Linked DNA regions of Mus musculus: all the other regions are linked to region 2. Evidence: chromatin contacts called from public HiCAR-type and promoter capture Hi-C data. All regions are on one chromosome and are shown on one strand. Each heading gives the region's core, a stretch centred on a gene start, on an enhancer-like site or on the middle of the called end of the contact. The rest is flanking DNA. Distances are from core to core; before and after follow the strand shown. Region 1 holds the start of Nxt2 (nuclear transport factor 2-like export factor 2). Region 2 holds the start of Atg4a (autophagy related 4A, cysteine peptidase). Region 3 holds the start of Tmem164 (transmembrane protein 164). Region 4 holds the start of Tbc1d8b (TBC1 domain family, member 8B). Region 5 holds the start of Kcne1l (potassium voltage-gated channel, Isk-related family, member 1-like, pseudogene).

Region 1 (3,385 bases), core at 660-3,159, 1.3 Mb before region 2:
AACGAGGTAAAGAAAACTTGGGACTTTGCCTATGAACATGGAACTAGGTAAAGTCAAACTTATGATTCCAGAGCTGATATCCCCACCAATACCTTACCATGCCCTCTATAAGCAACTCGTTTTCTTTTTATATTTTTATTTAAACGTTTTTAAATTTAAATATATTTTGATCATATTCTTTCTCTCCCCCAAGTCCCACCAGATCTTTTCCCCAGCCTTCCAACATGTTTGGGTTTCAAAAAACCCAAACAAAAACTTAATACAACAAAACACTTCCCAAACCAAACCAATAAAACAAAATAAAACAACACCAAAACTGAAAAAAGAACAACAACATAAAAACAATCCACCAAACTGTACTCAAATGAAAGCAACTCTTCAAGAACTTGTGCACCATAATTACATATGCAGGTCAGATAAATGGTATTTTAAAAATAAAATTTAAACAAAGAACAATAGAGACTATAAAACTCACATGTCGTCTTTTGTCCATTGTCTCATAGTAAATATTGACAAATTCCTCGGCAGCTCTACATGCCTGATCCACATAAGTTTTAAAATTCTACGAGAAAATATTCACAAATGTAGATTATAATTCCACCAATCCCCCCTCAAGCACAAAATACACAAAAGAAGTTGTCAATTTATGCTCATCATTCTAAAGCTGCATTTGAATTCCACTCCTATGACATAAATTTGAGTATTAAGATTAAGGCACAAATTTCTGCTTGAAAATCTGCTGCTAGTTTTAGGTGTATGTCTTTAAAACACATTCATCTCCCATCTTTTCATTCGTCACATATGAATCTTGGTTCTTTGCTTGGCATGTATCTGTAACTCGGAGATGTGCAGAGGCAGGGACCCTAGGTGTGAAGTGTGGGCAATTATTGAGTAGGCTAGCAAAGCGCTTCATTTCAAGCGCTTATGACCAAGCTCAAAAGCTACTGCGATTAAAAAACAAACAAACAAACAAAAAAACCAAAAAAAAAAAAAACCTGTCAAAATAGAAGTGAACGTCTAAGCAGCCTCACGGAGACATTTTTCTTACGTTATATAACCACTCACTCGTGTCTGGAAGTGAATTGCAGAACCTAAGAAATGAAACCCCTCAGATCCATTCTCACCAGAGTATCCCTGATGAAGTAACCCTTTTGTGGAGGCAGTTCTAGTCTTTGAAATAAATAAAAACAATCGCCACCCTTTTTCAGGGATCCGGAGCTTTTGCTTGCTCTATCTATCTATCTATCTATCTATCTATCTATCTATCTATCTATCTATCTATCTATCTATCTATCTATCATCTATCTATCTATCTTTAAGCGCCAACGGAAAGAGGGCCACCTAAAGCCACCGGCCACAGAGCTGCATCCTCACACAGGCTGCTGGACTCCCACCAGCCGCTCCATCTCCGGAGCAGGGGGCGGGCGGAGGGCGCGAGCTCCGCCCCAGGGGCTGGCGGGCTGGAGCCTGATTCGCCACTCGCTCATGCTCGCGCCTCCTCCCTTCTCCCTCCCCTCCCCTCCCCCCTCCCCTCCCCTCCCCTCCCTTCCCCTCTCCCTCCCCTCCCCTCGGCTGCCCTCCCCTCCGCTGCCCTCCCCTCGGCTGCCCTCCCCTCCGCTGCCCTCCCCTCCCCTCCGCTGCCCGAGCCCTAGCTTGCTTGCTCCTCGGCCAAGCCGCGGGCGCCAGGAGGTGTCACGCACTCACCACTGCCAAGGCCATCAGGGGGCTGGAAATGGTCTGCTCCAGAGCTGGCCCCGGAGATGTCCGCACTTCCGCGCTCGTCTGGGTCCTTTGGCTGTGGAAGGATGAGATGTTTAGCAACAAAACGAACCTCGCCAATGGCACAGATTTCTCAACCCGCCCATTGTCCCCCGGAAGTAGCTCAGTCCGGTGTTAAAATCACCCCGATGTTCCAACTTTAAGCAGCGTTTCCCTTCAGTTCCGAGTGATCCCGCCCATCCGTTTTAAATTACTTGCAAACTGTTTATTTACCATAAGAGAAACAGATAAACGAAAAAACTAACCAACCTACACCATCCCCCCAAAACCCCAACAAAACAGAAGGGGAGGACCTTGCTTTTGTAAGCTTAATATGGAAAACAAATACATCTCAAGTTCCCAGCTACCTGTCCTGGCACAAGTTAATATTAAATATTCAATTTTGGGTGGGAACCTCTTCACACGAGGAGGCGGGGCCAAAATTTGAAGGCCAACGAGAAACGGGGGGGGGGGGAATCTATGTCCGTAGCCAATAGGAAAAGGGGGCAGAACTTATGGAAAGTAACACCAACCGCCAACTGCACGAGGGCTGAAAAATTTTAAAGTACAGGGGGTGCTGAAAACTGTTTAAAGTACGGCCAGTGGGGTTTAAAAACTGTTTAAAGTTCTAAAATGTTCTCCATTTTGAGCCTTGGCCACTAAGCTTCGCTGGGCTGCCTACAATTTCTCACGGTTTAATATACAAGCATTTCACGGATTCTCGCCACTCTGGGGGGATTATATAACAAGGACTACCCCCCTAAACCCTACGGTGTGTGTTTCCACAGCGTATTCAAGAACAGCAGGACAAGAAACAGTTTAGTAGTGATCACAAGCACGTTTCTAAACATTTTTACTCATACTCAATTATTTATGACAACTATAAGTTAAATATTATTTTCTTATCAGTCTATTTAAAAAAGTGATTAACCAGCGACTACCTAGGATTTAAGTACAAGTAATGTTTCACTACTCCACTGCCATTTTTTGTTTGTTTTTGTTTTTTGGTTTTTGTTTTGTTTTGTTTTGTTTTTTGTTTTTGTTTTTTTTCGAGACAGTGTTTCTCTGTATAGCCCTGGCTGTCCTGGAACTCACTCTGTAGACCAGGCTGGCCTCGAAGTCAGAAATCTGCCTGCCTCTGCCTCCTGAGTGCTGGGATTAAAGGCGTGCGCCACGACTGCCCGGCTCCCACGACCGCCCGGTTCCCACTGCCATTTTTTTTTTATTACGTATTTTCCTCAATTACATTTCCAATGCTATCCCAAAAGTCCCCCACTTCCCTACCCACCCATTCCCATTTTTAAATATCACTGCCATTTTTTAAAAAAACCAATGATTTCAAAGCGGCTACCGCCGGACTTCTAATTTTTGAATCAAAATATTTCTATAAACTTACTATTTGTAGTTGATTTGTGGCTCCACCCAGGAACTGCCCGAGTTTCCAAAATGTTGGTCCCCATTGGACCAGTTACTTCGAAATTTTTTCATATCTTTATCCTCCGTCAGCTCTCACTATCCCACTAACGGTTACCGCTCACTTCTCCAAAGCTGAGCAACTGAACGTCACTGCGCGTGCGCCTTAGTTACTTCACTTTTTTTTTTTTTTTTTTTTTTTTTTTTTTGTCGG
Region 2 (3,419 bases), core at 747-3,246:
TGTGCATGTGAGGCAAATGCTCTACTACTGGGCATCCCTAGCCCCAGTTGAATTTTATGGTATGTAAGTTATCACAATCAAATTGTTAACATAGGGAGAAAATGTGAAACTGGGTAGAAAATATGTGGGAATTCTGTACTATCTTTGGAACATTTGTTTTGAAACAGGGGCTTGCTAGATGTACCCCTGGCTCTCCTAGAACTTGCTGTGTAGACCAGGCTGGCCTCAAACTCAAAGATCTGCTGCCTCTGCTTCCCAAGAACTAGGGTTAAAGGTGTGAGTCACTGCACTGGACTTTGCAATTTTTCTATAAATCTAAAACCTTTATGGAAAAATTATTACATTGATTTAAATCAAAATCAGAATTTATGGCTTTCCAGATGGTTCCATAAGTAAGCCCAATGTCCTGTGGTAAATCCCCAGGCCCAACATGCTTGAAGGAGAGAATCAACTCCCAATAGTGTTCTCTGACTTCCACACTCATGCCAGGCATCATGTATGTAAGTGTACACACACACACACACACACACACACACACACACACACGGAGGGAGGGAAGGAGGGAGGGAGGGAGGGAGGGAGAAGAGAGAAGAGGAAAGGAGAGGAGAGGAGAGGAGAGAAACCAACACTCTTAGAAGCTGAATCAGGTCACACACAATCAATAAGATGCAATAAAATAATTAGTATTTAAAAGAATATGTTCCTGGATTATCAATATTTGGACATAACTTACTGCATGAAAACATATTTTCAAAGAGTTTTCTAAAGATTAAAAAGAACATTTGGAATAAATTTTAATGATAGAAAATAGCAACTTTAAACATCAGCTAAGCAAACAGTACTTCCCTCAAAGAATTCCGTTCTCTTAGTATTTCTGTGTTAAAAATAAATTTCACTGGGGTCTGGAAAGATGGCTCAGGGTTTAAGAGCACTGGTTGCTCTTCCAGAAGACCTGAGTTCAATTCTCAGTACACACATGGCAACTCACACTGTCTAACTCAGATCTCAGAGGATCCAACATTCACACGGTGTACAGACACACATGCAGGCAGAAAACACACTCACACAAAATTTTAAAAAGCTAAAAGCATTATATAAACACATACTCCACTATTATTATATCCCGAATTTCATCAATTAACATTTGTCATAACTTGTGTTCTCGAGTTGGTTTTATCATCTGTCCTGCAAAGCTTAAAATAACTATGATCTGGCGTTATATAAAAAGTTTGCTAAGCCCTGTTCTATACCATAACAAAGGAGACAAACTTCATCAGTCACTTTAAAAAATATATCTTTAACATTTTTCTAATGTCTTTTTTGATATTTTCTATAAAAGATAAGCCTTGCATCTCTTCTGCTGCAGCACTATTTGGAAATTCACCTTTAAAAAAAAATCCACATTGTTAGCTTAGCAATCTAGCAAAGTCTCGATGGTAATTGCCATTACCATGTTATTAAAGTGACAACATCATATACCCTGATATCCCTAAGGTGACCGCTGTTACTCACTGAGGTCTCTTAGGTATCTAGTGGCTCCTATGGCATCACACCCTGTCTTTAGCATCATTCTGGCACATCACCTCTGTATGGTGTAATGTATAACCTGTGTTGTAGCAGAGCCTTACTCTGATGCCACTCCGGAGAAATGCCAGAGTAACTAGCCTGTGCTTCTTTCCACTCCTTAAACAGTGGTAGGGAGGGGGAGGGTAGCTACAGTCAATGGTTCAAGCTCAGAGGTAGTACTCTGCTCCAACTCTGTCCCTTCCGCCTGCCACTGCAAGTGAGGGCCCCGAGGGACAAGATCTGTAGGATCCCAGAACTCTCTTGCGCTGCTACAGTTTTCATTTCATGTGGCCAACTTACTGGCCCACCAAAGACCACCCACCCTAGCTTTTTCACACAGTACTACCAGAAGCCGCTCCCATTACCTGACTCCATTCTCCAGCTGTCATCCTGGGCCAATTCCACCGGCAACTTGACTACGGCTTTCTCTAAGGATTCTGGGACTTGTAGTTCCACTTTGCTAGGACCCGGAACTGAGTGACTTCCAAAGACGCCTCCAGGCCTGGATCTGCTTTCAAACTGCAACTCCCAGAAGCTCCAGGCTATGGGCGGGGCTACAAGGAAAACAAAGATCAGTGATTGGAGAATTTCTAGTACTTTGATTGGTCGCCGGAACAGGAAATGCGAGTGGGCGGGGCTTGAGTTTCACGGAGGTCTTGGGAAGGCGAAATGGAGGGGTGTGTGTCTAACATAATGATCTGTAACCTGGCCTACAGTGGGAAGCTGGATGAGTTGAAGGAGCGCATTTTGGCTGATAAATCTCTGGCTACTAGAACTGATCAGGTAAACCAGCCCGAGGGCTTGTCGCCTAGCAGCGGGTGTCAACGAAGCCCTACATGGCTTCCGGGTCCTAACTTGGTGTGAGGCCACTTCTGCGCTCCTCCCGCCCACTCCTCCCTCTAGTAGCCTTGGGTTAAAACACGACTCCTGGTCCAACTGTAACCCCTCAGAGACTTTGGGACAGGGTGGGGAGGGGAAGCTAAGCTTGCTGAATTTCATATATTTCTAGAACACCCACCGCTTTTCTCAGAAATTTCCAGAGTTAAGAGACAGCGCGATGGAGATCTGTGAAAAAAGCTTGTTAGGTGGATTTTTCTTTAGTTGTAATCCCAGTCAGTGGCCCACGAGTAACCAAATGCCCTTTGTGTGTATGTCAGGAAGTTTGAGAGGAGCTGGGAATTTCAGTCAAGTCGGAAAAAAACAGGCATAAATGAAATAACGGTACATGTCTTATTACATATTTTAAATCCCCCAGAAAGAAGTTTACATCATTTCAGAACATAGAAGGAGAAGACATGATAGGAATAGTTGGGAAGGGCTTTGTATAGAAGGGGAGGTGATTTACACTGTGAAGAAAGAATGGGGTTCCATGTGGGGCGAGTGAACTGTGGCAAACAAAAGAGAATGGACATTGGGAAGTATTTCTGTTCAGATCAACTAAGTCTCAGGTTTTTATTGTGACTTTCCAAATCATAGGTTGCCTTCTGTGTTGAGAGGCAAGTGTTAAACATTAGTAAGACAGTACATCATACTTCAGAACTTCCATGTTGTCTCTTTTAGAAGAGAAATCGGAGAGACTGCTTTTTTTTGTCCTGGAATTTTCCTTTATTACTCAACAGTAGAATTCCCCTATGTTCACCGCGTTTGCTTTTGTGATGGTCTGGTGATGTGGTTTAAATTTAATAACGTGTATTAAGACTTAATCCACTAAAAATAAGGAGTCAGTGACATAAAAGAGACTGCTAATCAGGATTAAGAAGTTAAATACAACAACCAAATGCAATTAATTTATAGACTTTATTTGCATCCAGATGTAAACCACCTGGAAATGGGCTTATAGGAGACTATTGGTT
Region 3 (3,439 bases), core at 123-2,622, 1.7 Mb before region 2:
TTTACTAGCACAAAAGCGGATGCTGGTTGGAAAAGCATTTGTAAGGGTCCCACTTCCCACGGGAACGAAGTGCTCTACACACCAGTGTCCTGAGCACGCTAATGACTCTTATCACTTAGGCTGCCCAGGAAAAAGTCAACAGACTCACATGCATCATGGTGACCAGGTGACAAGGGTTGAGCAGGTAGATGACGGTCTTGGTGGCGAACTTAAAGCCCACCTCCACCCCGAAGATCAGGCACAGGGCTACTAAGAGCAGATTCTTGCTCAGGCTCTCCTTGCCTTCCTCTGGCCGCTGGGTCACCTGCTGTGGCTGGCTGCTACGGCCACCCCTACCGTCCTCCTTCTGCCTCAGGATGTGCCGCAGGGCCACCAGGATCTCCAACAGGGCCAGGGTCAGGACCACCACACTTTCCAGCAGCCGCTGCTGCCAAGACAGGAAGGCAGCACAGTCGGGGCCCCCATTGCCTGCAAAACTGGGGTCGACGCCCCCATAGAGCCAGTCCAGGAGACTTTGGTAGCTATACCGGGACATGATGCAAAGTGGCTCCACTTGACTACGGTACAGGAAGCAAGAGCGAGATGGAACACGAGACCGAAGGGTTGCCCGGGCGGTGGAACATGTAAGGAGGGCACACCCGCACCCCCCTCTGGACACTGGGGCACCTAGAACAGGGGAGGGAAAGCTACACGCGAGGCCCGGGATAAAGTGCTGGCTCTAACTTGTCCCCACGGCTGTCTGGGGAGCCCCCCGCGCTTCTCCAGTGGCCACCAACGAGGCAGGGTTGAAAGGAGCCGTTGGCCAATCTAAAAGGAAGGAGAGGAAAAAAAGGTCTCAAAGAGGCAATTGCACGGGAATTAACGAAGCGGGGAGGGGTAACTAGTGAGGGAAGAAAAGGGGAACGGGAGTGGTGGCCAAGCAAGCACGGGTGAAGGCAAGTTGGAGGCCAAGAGGGTCAGGACTGGGACCTAGGGGGCCCGGCACTAGGCACTGCCGAGGGAGCCAAGCGGGAGGCAGAAGGGGGTGAGAGAGAGAGGGGACACGCGGAGGCTAGGAGAGAAGCTAGCAGGGCTGGGCAGGCGGGGAGGGCGACGGGGAGGGCAGGGACGCCGGACTCCTCGTCTCAGCCACTCCACGAGAGGGGGGGGGGGTCTTACTCCTGCAACCGCGTGGCCGTCTCTGCCCCCAGCTAGCAACTTCGCCGCCGACGGGGCCCCCTCTCCAGCCAATTTAGAGCAGTCCCGGTCCAGCCTCCCGCCCCTGGGTACACCCCCGAACCCCCAGCTCCACCCCCCCTGGCCCCTCACGCCCGCCCTCCGGGCCAGCGCCACCCTCAGCCCTCCGCCTGCTCCGGACCAGCCCCCCAGGCGCAGGCGGGCGGCGGGAGGAAGCCGAGAGGGAGGGCGGGGACGCGGGGCCAGCCAGGGGCCGGGCCATGGGGCCGCCACCCTCCGCCCCGCCGCCACCGCTCCATCTTCCCGCTCCTCCTCGTCCGGCCCCCCGAGGACTGGCCGCCGAGTCCCCCTGGGGCTCCACTCACCCGCTGCTCGGCTCCGCTGCCCGGGCTCCACCGAACTCTCCGTCTCCCCTCACTCCCCGCAGCCCCAGGCGGCACTCGGCTGGGCTCCCCAGGCGGCCGCAGCAGCAGCAGCAGCCGCCACCGCCGCCGCTCCGGCTCCTCCTCCTTGCCTTCCTCCCCCGGCAGCCGCCGCTCGCTTCCTCCGGTTTCCCCTCCCTCTCTCCACCCCCTCGTCGCCAACTCCCTCCACCTTCGGCCCTCCTCCCGTCCACTTCACCCCCTCCCTACACACACACACACACACACACACTCCTCCGATCCACTTCACTCCCTCCCTACACACACACATACACACACACACACACACACATACACACGTCTTCAAGCCACCACTGCCCCGCCTCGCAGCCTTCCCTCCACAGCCTACCCACTTCGTCCTCGCTTCCCACCTCCTGCCCTGCTTCCTCTCTGCTCCCCACCCCACCCCACCCCACCCCCGCCCCCACCCTGCTACCCTCGGAGGCCCCATCCCCGCCTCTTTCCTCCTCCTTCTCCAGCCTGGTCTTCTGCACTCCAAGCGTGCACTCGCGCACAGTTTTGCTCTTTCGCCACTGTGACTGAATTCACCTCCCCACCTAAGCCTGGCGGACTAACTCCTCCGTTGACCTGGTTCTCGGGCCACTACTTTGCATACCTGACCACATACTGGGCACTCAGCCGGTCCTCGCTAACTTCTAGGAGTAAGGCTGTGAAACTGATGGACAGGCTTTAGCTTGGGGAGTGTGCTGAGTATGGACTTCCTGCTTCCTCCCTTCGGCCTTGAAATGGGAGATTCAAAAAAAAAAAAAAAAAAAGACCATAAAAGTATTGCTCACCTTCTTGTCACAGCCTCACTTTCTTCTTGAGTGCCTAAATTTGAGGATTTCTCCTCGGACTCCTTCTAACCCAGCTCTGATGCTTTTCTCTCTCTCCCCCCTCCCCCCACCCTACACAAACCTTGCTGGCTCTCTCCCTCCTTCCCTCCTGCCGTCCTTCTTCCTCTCCGCCCCCTTCCGACCACAGCGAACCTTCAGTGATAGACTTGGTGGAGGAAAAGAAGATTCTCCTGACCTCTTTCCCTCCCCACCCCCGTCCCCCACCCGCAGAGAGAGACAGAGACAGAGACAGAGAGACACAGAGAGCGAGAGACAGAGAGAGCGCAGCTGCTTCCTAACCCCACCTTGGAAAGAACAGCCAGGAAAAGTGAGCGCTAGCTGGGTCCAGGGGGCCCCCTCTTCTCTGACGCTCTCTACCTCGTGGCTGGGCTGGCTCCTCTAAGGGCCGGTAATTAAGGAAAGAACTACTCAGAATGTACCTCATATTGGTTTAATATTTATTGCAGACTCGCATACGTTAGAAGAATATCCAGAAAAACCACAGTTAGGTACCTTGCTTAGGAAACACTTTCTGATGTCGACTGTAAGCCAGTCTTAAGATGTAAACTACAGTCTCCTGGATTATCAGGCCGATACCTTCCCATCCTTTGCAACCTAACAAATACAGCCAGGCAAGCTTGTCTGACTTTAAGCTTTTTGAAGCATCCACCAAAGGCAGGATGTTTTTCAAGAGGCTAACTAATAAAGAATGGCCAGGAACAAGATCAGTTCAGAGGCACTCACTTGGCCCTCCTTAGGCGGTTTTGTTGTTGTTGTTGTTGTTGGTTTTTTGGGGTTTTGTTTTGTTTTGTTTTTTCTGAATCTCGGCTGTATGACCAAAGAACAAAGTGAGGGGGCTCCGAGCACAGGAATGTAGCATCTGGAGGCCTCAAGTTCCTTATCTTTGAAGAAGGATGACAATATAGCTCATAGGGTTTTGCTCGTTCAAATGAGTTGACTTCTGTAAAACATTATTTCCTGTCTGTCACGTGGAGCGTATCCACT
Region 4 (2,950 bases), core at 251-2,750, 1.3 Mb after region 2:
GAGGCAAAGAGGAGGGGGGCAGGGAGATATGGGATAAGGGGGTGTGGAGGGGAAACCAGGAAGGGGGATAACATTTGAAATGTAAACAAATAAAATGATCAATAAAAAAAGAATCTCAGAAGAGAAAAGCAGTTTAAACCCACCATAAAAAAAAAAGATTGCATATATGAAAGAATTTGATCAATGCCATCCAACAGGCAAGAGGTAAGGATATGATCAAAATTCAGGTGGTCAGATTTTTGCTTCTTCCCTCTACATCACCCTCCCCAAATTAAGCTGCTCCACCACTTCAAAGCCCTAATACCAAACTAAGAATTACCATGAAAAACAGCTCTTGTCTCTCCAAGGTCCAAATTTGTAAAAAGCCCCTATGGAAGACTAAGGATCTAAAAACAGCCTTCTTTGTAATCTTCAGACATGGACCAGTTTTGAATTAAGATTAACAACTGTGGGAGACTGGCTTAGAAGAGTTGAGTCTCCTTCTTGTTTAATTGGTTTGGTTTACACATCTTTGAAAGAAGGGGCAGAGCCAAACTCACTGGAGAGAAATGTACTCTTAGAAGAATACAGGGATTCCAAGGGTTGAAAACTTGGATATAGCAAAAGACGCGAAACTGAGAGGAGGTGAGTAATTCTGAGGGCTACTCCTTCACTTCCCCAGCATCAAGCAGCCCCATGCCCCGACCCAAATCTCACTTGCAGCCTCTCTCTCAAGGTGTGATTGGGGCACTTCGTTCTCCTTAGGATTCCCATGTCCTAGCAATGCCCCTCACACACTCGCACTCACTCCCTAGGGTGGTGATTATTTGTATAGGTTTTGGAAAAAAAGTTAAGTCCACACCCGCGAACCCGCTCTCCTCGCCTGTCTTAACGGGACTAGTCTAGCTAGCGCACTGCACTGCCCATCAGCCCCCTTCGCCATGGGAAGCGACCCATCAGGTACTGGAAACCCCCTTAGCTTCTCCTATCGCGGTAAGACCCAAAGAGCAACTGGGAGTCCTGTGCAAGACAGTCAGGACGCGGTGGTAGCAGAGGAAAGGTGGTGGCGGGAGCAGAATTCCCCAGTCAGTCGCCCTGGGTTTAAGATGAGGCAGCGGGCAGCGACGAGTAACTGTTTGCCTTGCCACCTATTCAGTGACAGCGGACCCAGCCCTAACGCAGGTGTAGCTGGCCACAACCTCTTACCTGTAAGTCCCCCTCCTCCTTCTTCCCCGTAGCCTCGACGCCTTTGCAGGACAAAGTACTCGTTGGATCTTTCCATCAGCCACAGCTTCAGCGCATTTTTCAACAGCACTTCCTCGGGCTTCAGCCACATCTTGAAGAACTTTGTGCCGCCTCGGGAACGGAGGCGACCTATTTGTCCTCCTCACCTCCACCCTCCCAGCCTGTCTTTACCCCTCTACTTCTCCTCCCACCAAGTCTTCCGTTGGCGGCGGCGCCTCCGGAGGTTTTCCACACTTCCCCCAACCGTGCCTTCTCTCCCACGTAGGCAGAGAGAGTGCCAACTCCCTCCCACGGAGCTACTGCCAGACTGGGAAATAGCCCCGCTTCACCTCCTCTTGGGAGTTGTAGTTTTCTATCCACTTTTCCCGTACCCGGTCTAATATAGCCCTAGACTACATTTCCCACAATGCACTGGGTTACTAGTTGGGTGGGTTGGGGGCGCCTTTGAGGCGCTCCCGCCACCAGTTAAGTGAGTTTAGCCTGTGTAAAGTTAAAGAGGGTTTTCTTTTGTCTTTTTGCTTCAAATAAGCTAACCCCGTGTATGACAGCAGTGTTCCTAGTTCTTTTATAGTGAGAGGACTAGTTTGTTGAAAACAAAGTTTCCGGCATTTTTGAGTAATGGCCCATCCAGGAAGCAGTAGCCTGCAGCAACTTCCATTTACTTTGCGCCTATTAGGTAGTAGGTGATTTCTCAGGTAATCCTCAGGGAAATCTTTCAAAGTGGATCCTCCGCTTTGCTCGCTAAGCGCTAGCAAGCGAAGTTACTTACCCACGCTCTCACAGTGGGTGAATAGACTTGTTATTCAAAAGCCTTGCCTAAATTAAATTCTGTCCATTCATACCAGAAGAATGTAAATCTCAGAAAACACTTCTTCACACACACACACTTGCGATTATCCCTTCCCCCATGCTGCCTCTGTTTATTTGACTACTGGCTGAAAAATCTCTACTCCAACTTTTTAGGTATTTCTTTTTTTTTTTTTTAACCTTAAAAAACAAACAAACACCCGAAATTCCTTGCAGGGCAGGGCAGCCTATTTTCTTGATACCTTGACAATGCTGCACAACAGCCTACGCACTAAAATGAAAGAGTTCTGCTGTGAGGAATTATTTGAGGGCTGGTTGTTGTTATTGTTGTTGTTAGGATAACTCAATCCCGACAGGAAAAGAATAGAGTGAAAGTGAAAACTGGCTTACAGAAAGAATGCAAATAAAAGGTCCTGAGAAGTTGGCAAGGTATTCAAAATAAAGATATAGGGCCATGTGGCTAAGACAATGGACTGGGACACTCAGACTAGGAGTCCTGGAGCCAGTGAACTCTGCCCCAAGGAGTGTCTCCAGGCTAAATCTTCCAAGACTTGGGCGGTTTCTGGCGAAGCAGGTATATGTCACAAGCAAGTATTTATTTTTGTGGAAGAAAAACGCAACCATCACCACCACCAACAAAGCAAAATCCCAAGGCAGAGTGTTTCCTAGCGCAAAGTCACCCTTTGAAGGTGTATTAAGGCACATCGTTTCTCCATTTCTTCACAGTAAAAGGTCAATAAATGCAGCAAATGTGGATAGCCTTTGTCTTCCTTCATTTGTACAGTTCCAGCCGCCATTGTCCGTCAGTATGCTTATGGTTCTAGTTATGGCAAAGAGCATCAGGATTGGATGGTTCCTTCTCTGTACGCTGAACCCAGCCAGGGCTACCCAGATACTCTGTCTTAAGATCAGGCCCACT
Region 5 (2,982 bases), core at 66-2,565, 1.3 Mb before region 2:
ATATGAAGACCCCCTGGCACTTACAGCTTGGCCTCTGGATCAAATGGCATTTATTGATCAGGCAGCTTAGCTCCCTGAGTGTCCAGAGGGCATAGGCTTTTTTTCAGCCGTTCTCTCATTATTGTCTCCATGCAGCCAGACCTGACCACCACTACCTCACTTTGTCTACTTCTCTTGTCTACAAATCCTTTTCTTAGTCTATATTCAATTTAAGACAGCTTAAAGTTTGGGAATAATACGTGATATTGTCATCTACAAACGTTCTTGACTGCAATCATGTTTATCCTGTGAAGCCTGTGGCCCCCAGTCCTAAGGTTAGACATGCCTGGAACTGATCTTTGTCCAATTGCCTGTTTCCCCCTACCCCAAGAAAACATGACTGTTCCAGAAGCCATCAGACACTAGAGTTACTATCAAGCCTTGGAGAGTCCCACAGCATTGACTGAGAAGTATGTTTTCTAGAAAGGGCATTTTTCAGACCCAAAGACATCTAGAGAGTCATAGAATTTTGTTGTTGTTGTTGTCCCTGCTCCTCCTAATAGTGGAATTAGACGTCATTTCTGGGAAGATGGCTTGGTCAAAGGAAACAAGGTAACACTGTGCATAGACCATGCACATCTGAAGGCACATGGGTGACTGTCAAGGTGTGCTATCGGAGCAAGCAAGACTACTTCCCTGCAGTCTGGTGTATTATTTAGGGAGCATTTTGAACAACCTGGGAGTCTTCCATTGTGTTGGCCTACGTGATCAATCACTCTGGCACCAAATTTGCCTTGGGTATTTTCTAACTAAGACACTCTCTTCAGACCACAGGTGGGAAAATGTGAGAAAAATGTGTGAGGACTAGAAAGGAAATAGGCCTTGACTAACAGGGGTAGGATGTGAACAAGGGGTCTCAGCTGCCATAATCCAGCTAGTGCTGATGGAAGACATCTGAAATCTTGCTTGGGCATGCTCCAGGGCAGGTTCTGTCTTAGGGGAGGCAGGCGGCTGCTGTATCTGGGCCAAAGCCAGGCCTGCAGGGCTGGTGGCTAGAACTTGGAAGGAATTCTCTTCCGCAGCCCAGGGTCCAGGCTTGGCCCCAGTATGCAGCCTTGCCAACCTCTGCTGCCTGGGGCCTCGCGCATTCCGAGCCCCCACCCTCTCCGCCCCTCCTCTGGGCTCGCCCCATCCCTTGTCCCCTTCTCCTCCCCCTACCAGCTGTCCCCTTTCCCCTAAGTGGCCAGACAGTCTGAGCCTGGAAAGAGGCGGCGGCGGGCTGGAGGGGGCGTGGTGGGGAAGGGGAGGAGGAGCAGGGGTGAGGGGATAAGGAAGGCCCGGCCTGAGGCCCCAGTCACTGAGCGCCTGCCGGGGAGCTGGGTGCCACCTCGCTGTCGAAGTCTCTGCACCCTGCCTGCTCTGCTTGCTCCCCTTGCTCGCTTGCTTCCCCTTGTCCAGGGGGAAAGGTCAACTGCGTCCTGGAGCCTCCGTGCCACTCTCCAACAGCTATGAACTGCAGCGAGAGCCAACGGCTGCAAACCCTCTTGAACCGCTTGCTGCTGGAGCTGCACCATCGTGGCAACGCCAGCGGCCTGGGCATCGGAACCGGCCCGAGCATGGGCATGGGGGTCGTCCCTGACCCTTTCGTGGGCCGCGAGGCGACCAGCGCCAAGGGTAACGACGCTTATCTCTACATCCTACTCATCATGATCTTCTATGCCTGCCTAGCCGGAGGCCTCATCCTGGCCTACACCCGCTCCCGCAAGCTCGTCGAGGCCAAGGATGAGCCACCCCTGGCCTGTGTTGCTGAGCAGGAATGGGTCCCCGCTGCCATCGCATCTGCCGACCCGGAGAATGGCCAGGGCTTGCTGGCTGAGGGCGGCCACCAGCTCGCAGCAGGGGCGCTGCCTGCGCTGGCTCAGGGCGCTGAGAGGGTCTAGATCCGCTGTCCTCCTCATTTTGCTTATCCCTGGGCCTGGCTCCCGCGCTTTTACTGCCGTTCCAGAGCTCGCTTTACCCGAGGCCCAGAAGATGATGAGAGGTCAGAACCCTTCAAGGCAAGGCCCTGGAAGAAGAAGCAGCGCCTTACTCACACCCGACCACCTTCTCTCTCCCCTCCCTTCCATGCCGGCAGGCACCCCTACCCCGCATATCCAACCGAATTAAACTGCCTCTGCTTTCTTGTCTTCAGCCAGCCCCAACACCATGCTCTAGCCTTCTGGGAACAGAATCCAGCACGTCCAACACTTGGCATTGAATCGAAGCAACGAAGTCTAGCAGAACTCTGGGGCCGTTTAACTGGCAGCTGCTCCAGGGGCTGCCAAGGACTGCTCAGTCTGCACAGCTAATGGGGTTAGCCATCACTGCCAGGCCCGCTGCAGCAGCTCAAGCTTTCTGTTGCCTTGGGGACAGAGACAAAGAGCACGAAGAGACCTCAGACATCTTTTCCTTCAGCGGGCTATTAGGGAGACACTATTGTGGCATAGAATGGACTGAAGGGGAGGGAAGGTTCAATGGGAAAGGAAGATCTATGGTCCCAGGGGTATGGTGTTCTTGTTTTCCTGTCCCCCTAATTGCCATCCCAATGGTCTGAGTATTAGTGCTTTGGACATCTGGCTTGGATAATCATTACTAGTTGCTTAGCCTTAATAATCCCAAATGCATCTCTTATATTGGTTCAGTTATTACTGCAATGTATGTATGCTTCATTCAGGGCCAGTCATCCCTAGCTCTGTAACCTTGGGGAATCTTACAGGCAGGTAATAAAGTTTGTTAATCAGTAGCTCAAGACTCTTGTCTCAAAGATCCCAGCCTTGAGACCCACTACTGGATAGACAGGGAACTGTCTATTTTTTTGTTTGGAGATGATGTTTGGAAATTGGGTGGTGGTGATTTCTATATTGACTATAGGCTGAATATGGTAGCTGTGGGGGTGGGGTGGGGGGAAGGAAAGAGCATATGCAGAGTCCCAGCTACTGAAGGTGTTGAGGCAGGAAGATCATT

The links. Promoter capture Hi-C pulls out the DNA fragments that hold promoters and counts their contacts. HiCAR-type assays count read pairs that join an accessible place to other places. Capture Hi-C pulls out chosen DNA fragments and counts their contacts.
Region 1: a contact with region 2 is called in a promoter capture Hi-C map of pre-B cells, with 3 times the contacts expected there. The contact joins the promoter of Nxt2 here to the promoter of Atg4a in region 2. A contact is called at or near these places in 5 of 39 promoter capture datasets (the C10 cell line, the SN4741 cell line, hippocampal neurons and 2 more), 1 of 484 Hi-C or Micro-C datasets (uterus) and 1 of 9 other capture datasets (liver).
Region 3: a contact with region 2 is called in a promoter capture Hi-C map of erythroid cells, with 2.7 times the contacts expected there. The contact joins the promoter of Tmem164 here to the promoter of Atg4a in region 2. A contact is called at or near these places in 3 of 39 promoter capture datasets (the C10 cell line, erythroid cells and liver).
Region 4: a promoter capture Hi-C map of adipose tissue shows a contact between it and region 2, with 4 times the contacts expected there. The contact joins the promoter of Tbc1d8b here to the promoter of Atg4a in region 2. A contact is called at or near these places in 4 of 39 promoter capture datasets (hippocampal neurons, liver and pre-B cells), 1 of 484 Hi-C or Micro-C datasets (muscle stem cells) and 2 of 9 other capture datasets (adipose tissue and liver).
Region 5: a contact with region 2 is called in a HiCAR-type map of astrocytes, with 4 times the contacts expected there. The contact joins the promoter of Kcne1l here to the promoter of Atg4a in region 2. A contact is called at or near these places in 2 of 39 promoter capture datasets (embryonic stem cells and hippocampal neurons) and 1 of 115 datasets of contacts at active chromatin or transcription factors (astrocytes).

Annotation. Positions count from the first base shown.
Region 1 is chrX:142,226,701-142,230,085 of GRCm38.p6, reverse strand. Nxt2 (nuclear transport factor 2-like export factor 2) reads right to left here and starts at 1,909. Exons shown (of 4, transcript NM_172782.4): 1 at 1,705-1,909; 2 at 476-562. The coding sequence starts at 1,719.
Region 2 is chrX:140,955,484-140,958,902 of GRCm38.p6, reverse strand. Atg4a (autophagy related 4A, cysteine peptidase) reads right to left here and starts at 1,996. Exons shown (of 13, transcript NM_174875.5): 1 at 1,932-1,996. The coding sequence starts at 1,941. Psmd10 (proteasome (prosome, macropain) 26S subunit, non-ATPase, 10) reads left to right here and starts at 2,192. Exons shown (of 5, transcript NM_016883.4): 1 at 2,192-2,349. The coding sequence starts at 2,236.
Region 3 is chrX:142,679,659-142,683,097 of GRCm38.p6, reverse strand. Tmem164 (transmembrane protein 164) reads right to left here and starts at 1,372. Exons shown (of 7, transcript NM_001199360.1): 1 at 1,159-1,372; 2 at 149-807. The coding sequence starts at 535.
Region 4 is chrX:139,683,546-139,686,495 of GRCm38.p6, reverse strand. Tbc1d8b (TBC1 domain family, member 8B) reads right to left here and starts at 1,500. Exons shown (of 21, transcript NM_001081499.2): 1 at 1,186-1,500. The coding sequence starts at 1,315.
Region 5 is chrX:142,304,531-142,307,512 of GRCm38.p6, reverse strand. Kcne1l (potassium voltage-gated channel, Isk-related family, member 1-like, pseudogene) reads left to right here and starts at 1,315. Exons shown (of 1, transcript NM_021487.1): 1 at 1,315-2,760. The coding sequence starts at 1,488. The coding sequence ends at 1,919.